Regions from separate parts of the Sus scrofa genome. Here region 2 is linked to region 1. A link is a contact called in public HiChIP or PLAC-seq data. All regions are on one chromosome and are shown on one strand. Each heading gives the region's core, a stretch centred on a gene start, on an enhancer-like site or on the middle of the called end of the contact. The rest is flanking DNA. Distances are from core to core; before and after follow the strand shown. Region 1 has its middle 70 kb from the start of RGS2. Region 2 holds the start of RGS2 (regulator of G protein signaling 2).

Evidence for each region. HiChIP or PLAC-seq counts read pairs in DNA pulled down with a chosen protein or histone mark.
Region 2: an H3K27ac HiChIP or PLAC-seq map of skeletal muscle shows a contact between it and region 1. The contact joins the promoter of RGS2 here to the enhancer-like site in region 1. A contact is called at or near these places in 8 of 47 Hi-C or Micro-C datasets (blood, fetal heart ventricle, heart right ventricle and 4 more) and 2 of 2 datasets of contacts at active chromatin or transcription factors (alveolar macrophages and skeletal muscle).

The regions. Positions count from the first base shown.
Region 1 is chr10:868,734-871,433 of Sscrofa11.1, reverse strand. No RefSeq gene overlaps it. Among named protein-coding and RNA genes, the nearest start is that of RGS2, 70 kb to the left of the region's middle. Within about 2 kb of position 1,448, at least 21 of the 83 cell types and tissues checked have an H3K27ac peak or open chromatin away from gene starts, as enhancers often do. A contact at or near this core is called in alveolar macrophages, retroperitoneal adipose tissue and skeletal muscle, where this site is marked.
Region 2 is chr10:938,739-941,438 of Sscrofa11.1, reverse strand. RGS2 (regulator of G protein signaling 2) reads left to right here and starts at 1,356. Exons shown (of 5, transcript NM_001044600.1): 1 at 1,356-1,481; 2 at 2,549-2,650. The coding sequence starts at 1,372.

The DNA.
Region 1 (2,700 bases), core at 199-2,698:
CTCTTTGGTAGCTGCAGAAATCTAGCCAACTACAAACAAAAGGAGTTCCCATCATGACGCAGTGGTTAACGTATCCGACTAGGAACCATGAGGTTGCAGGTTCGACCCCTGGCCTTGCTCAGTGGGTTAAGGATCCAGCGTTGCCGTGAGCTGTGGGTAGGTTGCAGATGCGGCTCGGACCCTGCATTGCTGTGGCTCTGGCCTAGGCCGGCAGCTACAGCTCCGATTCCACCCCTAGCCTGGGAACCTCCGTATGCCGTGGGAGCAGCCCAAGAAATGGCAAAAAGACAAAAAACAAAAACAAAAACAAAACTACAAACGAAGGGCACAATGATGCCCTCAAACCAAAGCTCATTCAAGTCTCCTCAGAAAAGAAAATCATGGACTTGGAGAAGAGACTTGTGGCTGCCTGATGGGAGGGGGAGGGAGTGGGAGGGATCGGGAGCTTGGGCTTATCAGACACAACCTAGAATAGATTTACAAGGAGATCCTGCTGAATAGCATTGAGAACTATGTCTAGATACTCATGTTGCAACAGAAGAAAGGGTGGGGGAAAAATTGTAATTGCAATGTATACATGTAAGGATAACCTGACCCCCTTGCTGTACAGTGGGAAAATAAAAAAAATAATAATAATAATAATAAATAAAAAATAAATAAAATAGGTAAAAAAAAAAAAAAAAAAGAAAGAGCAGAGTCCCTTCCTATGAAATATGACCCTTTGCTGTGAACTTATTTGCCAGAGAAAGGTACTTGAACGGAAAGGAAAAAAAAACGAATTGGCTTCTAAAAAGAAAAAGGATCTTCCAAGCGTATCTGGTATTTGTGGGGAGCGGGACCATGTCTCTGGGCACAGAGATTTGACAATTTAACATTTCCAAAGCAGAAATCAATAATATTAACTGATGAGCCAGGTATTAGGTTAAAGAAATAGAGCTAACTGAATTTTCTCTCCTTACGTAATACAATAAGAATAAAAGAAAGGACATTGGGTTAAGGACCCTGAGGGAAAAAGCAAATTAAGTTGGCTGATTGGACTGACATTTCTCAGAAGTTTGCTTTTGACATCTCAAAAACAAAACAAAACAAAAAAGCCGGGGGTGAGGGGGGACTTGCTAGGGAAGTAAGCTAAGAAAGAGAATGGTTACATGCCTGGCAGTGGCATGGTGCCCTTGCAGTGTGGGAAGTAAGGGCATCTGAAGGTCAGGCCGGTGCACGAGGGCTATAAAATAAGCAGAGCTGCAACAAAAAGCAGGCTGACGAAGTGCAAGGAGAATGAGAAAGAAGCACAATGTCCTAAGAGGCAGTGGAAAGTCAGACACCCTCAAACTTGACCGAAAGGAGATTTTTAAAAAGCCAATAGTGATGACAAGTGACAAACTGTAGTGTCTGAACAGAAATGAGGAAGAGAGAAGTCACATGTCCTCAAGTTTACAGATAGGGGGAGTCCAGGCAGGACTGTGGGGTCTCTGAGTCCCCCGTTCCCCCCCCCTCCCCGGCAAAAGGCAGGGACAGTGGTCTCCCACTGTGACTGGACTTCCTCTTGTGCAGCAGCGTGGCAGGCTGTGTATCTGCAGGAGAGGGAAGGACATTTAAGGTTAAAAAAACAGAAATGTAAGTGGAAGGTTCCAGCACTCTTGCCTGCCACTACTGCAATTTCCTGAACCCCACGGCAAAGCACAGCACGTCCACAGACGGATGCTTTGAACATCAGATTGTTGGCAGACCCTCTTATCTGATGAAGGCTTTTTTGAAGCAGAGCTGATCTTACTTTGTTTGGGTTCACACCAAGGAATTTTCACGGAACATGACTCAACTCTTACCAACATGGTTTTCATGATTTTGTTTCCACCCCAACTGGCACATTGCAGTTAATTTCTACTAGCCACCCCACAAATCAAGGGCTTAGTCCTCCACAAGACTGACCCCGCTTCAGATGCCAGCCACACGTTTAGGGTCCCAGGCCGCTCGTACATCCAATCGACTAGCAACAAATGTGGGGGTTCCCATGACCCTCGCAGGTTCGATAATTCACTAGAGGGACTCACAAACCTCAGGGAAATTCAGGAGAAGAGGACCCGCCACACGAAGAGACGCAGAGAGCCAGATCTAGGAGGCACCAGAGGGCAGAGCTTCTGGACCTTCTGACTATCAAATTGGGCTGCATCACCCTCTCAGCACATCACTGTGGCCTCCAGCTCAGAAGCCCCACTAAGCTCTGTGCCCAGGGTTTCCCCTCTAGGCCTGATCAATGAAAGTGCTGACCATGCGACTGAACTTAATCTCCAGCCTCACTGCCCGCCCCAGATGTCAGGATGGCTCCGAGTGCCAACTCTCTAAGTGGGTGGCTGGTCTCTGGTGACCACCTCCATCCTGAAGCCATCTAGGGCATGCCTGAGAGGGACCTCCTTAGCATAAACTCAGGTGGGATCCAGGGGGCTCGTGAATAACAAAAACTCTTCCATCACTTAGGAAATTCCAAGGGGGTTAGAGGCTTCCTGCCAGGAACTGGGAACAAAGACCAGACAAATTCTTTTCATGCAACAGATGTCTTAAACCAAGAACTGCAAAATAACGCAAAAACAACAGATATGTGCAAGAAGAACAGAAAAGTCTGTGTTTCTGATTACCGTACACATCTACAGAACGAGAAGGACAAGTTGTGCGTGAATAACACAGTTTTTGCCAACTCGAATATAT
Region 2 (2,700 bases), core at 107-2,606, 70 kb before region 1:
TCCAGCTACTGGCAGCTCCTCATCAGAATATGGTAAACCAGTTCCAATTTTCTTTTAACAGTTCTAATGCAAAGGAGAGAGAATTCTGCAGCCTAATACCTTGTGGTTCATCTCCCTGCTACTTCGATGCTTGGCAGGAAAACCCCTTGAACATTCCACTGCACAGATCTAATAAAATTGTTCGCTATCCGATCACACCGGGGTTGAGGTCACCTACTCGTCCTTACCAATCAAACCGTTTAAATCGTGCTACAGCAGGACAATTTCTGAAGAATTTAGCAAATTAAGCTCCTTCAAGCAAACTGTTAACCTAGCCTTCCCTCCACCCCCACCTCTCCTTTTTGCCAAGTAAATGTTCTGGTAAATTCTAGGCCGACTAAGAATGACTCATGAGGAAATCCTGCATCTTTGCATTCTTACACTAAAATGACAGCTGCGAGGTCCTGGTGTTTCCCTCTACGTCCTGAGAAGGAGATCTGTGACTTCCCCGTGTGTTCCCTAAGGACAAGCAGCCAAGTACTCCAGAGGAGGAGCACGCAACCCCAAGGACCGACCCAGCCTCGTGTGTGTTGGTGACTAAAACTGCACACCCAGGTAAAGCACTTCTTCTCCTGTTCCTTCCCCTGACCGACGACGTCCCTCCCAAACGTTCTCCAAGTTGTCCAGGGAAGCTGCAGAGCAGGTCACACCGCCCGCCCCTGCGCCGCCCCCCCTTCTCCCTTTCCTTCCGCCAATGAATCGGTGACGAAAAGAGGAGCAGGTGAGCATCTCCCCGCGGCCTCAGTTTACAGACCAAGAAAGGAGGCGCGGGGAGAGGGTGTGCGCTCCAAAAAAAGAGGGAACACATCCGAATTCAAAACCGAGTAACTGCACTCAGGTTCCCAGCAAGTAACCTTGACCTGCTGGGGACTCCCCCCTCCCTTTGGGGTCCGGAGCAAGTGCGCGTGGGGGAGGGGACGGAGGCGAGGAGGGGGAGGGGCGGGCGAGCGCCCCGCGGGGCCTGCAGCCAACCCGCCCCACGCCTCCCAAGCTCTGCCACCCCGCCGGCCGCCCCAAGCCGGCAGAGGCCTCCGGCGGCTGCCCGAAGGGAAACTCCTCGGCCCCCACCAGCAGCCCCAGCGCCTCGCCGCGGGGGGCTCGCCTGCGCACGACGCTGCGGCCGCAAACGTCAGCGGCGCCCTCCCTTCCAGACCCTTCGGCGGTGCCCGGGACTGCGCAGACTCCGCCCCAGGCCCGGAGCCAGCCGGCCAATCGGCACCCGCTGAAGGCGGGCCCAGCGTCGTGAGGCGCCGCCCACGAGCCTCCGACTCTTATAAATACCGCGGCGCGCTCCTGGCAGCAGAGAGCGGGCACCCGGGAGCGTAGACGATAATGCAAAGTGCTATGTTCCTGACTGTCCATCACGACTGCGGACCCATGGACAAGAGCGCAGGCACCGGCCCCAAAAGCGAGGAGAAGCGGGAGAAGATGAAGCGGACCCTGTAAGTACGGCTTTCTTCTCTCCCCTGCCAGCCCCGCGGACCTAGCTGTCCCGGGCGGCTGCAAACGCGGTACATCCGCGCTTGGCTTCCACCCTGGAGCGGTGCCTCCATCTCTGCAGGGGAAAACATTGTGTAAAAGATACACTTGCTAGGTAGGGTTAAATCTATGTGGTGGGTCCTTTGTGATGTAACCGAAGGACTCGAGGGTAGAGTCGAGGAACTGCGGCAAATTCGTGATGCAGAGGCGGTGGTAGATGAGCTGAGGAATCGCAGGTTGGGTTTTTATCTCCCCGCATCGAAAATGACACCAGAGAATCCTGCAGCCCAGGCGCGTCCCCAGCATTCGTACGTTGCATTGTAAATTCTCATCAACTTACACAGCTGCTGGGATGGAAATATTTTTGCTAGCTCTGAATATATTATTTTAAAATCTTTTTTTTTTCCAGTTTAACAACAGATCTCACCCACCCAGCACTAAGGAACAAATAATTGTTCTGCATCATCTGGTTAAAATGGGTGTTGTAGTTGCGATCACACACGCGCGCACACACGCACACGCACCTCACCTCATTGTTCACAGCTTCTAGAGTGGTCCAGATCCTCCTGCTCTAAGGGTGGAAGGGAAATACCCATGGCTGGCTCCGGGCAGTTCCACTGTCCGTTTCATCAAGTGTGAAATGTCTCAGAATTGTAATTAACATTGCAGAACTGCTGCTGCCTTTTGTGGGCCAGAAATAGCATCTGCCTTTTGAACTATGCCAGCTAAATTCATTAAATACCCTATAATTGTAGGTTATCCTACGCGTAGTTATAAAACTAGCAGTTATGTTCAGATGAGTAGATGAAACTGTTCCAGGCATAGGTGCTGGGTTTATATTTTAAAGGGGTAAGACTGACTTGAAGGAGGACTGTTTTGTCTTACTTCGTTGTCTGTAGCTACTGGGAGTGACTTTATTTGGTTTAAAAAAAAAAAAAAAAAAAACCTTTAGCTGCAGTGGTGTGGCCATTTCAAGTGTTGGCACTTAGTAAAAGTCTTTTTTTTTTTTTTTTTTTTTTTCTTCTTTAAGATTAAAAGATTGGAAGACCCGTTTGAGCTACTTCTTGCAAAACTCCTCCTCTCCTGGGAAGCCCAAAACCGGCAAGAAAAGCAAACCGCAAACCTTCATCAAGTAAGTTGAAAATCTCAGTCCTTGCAAAGCTAGGCCACCAGCTGCTGAAC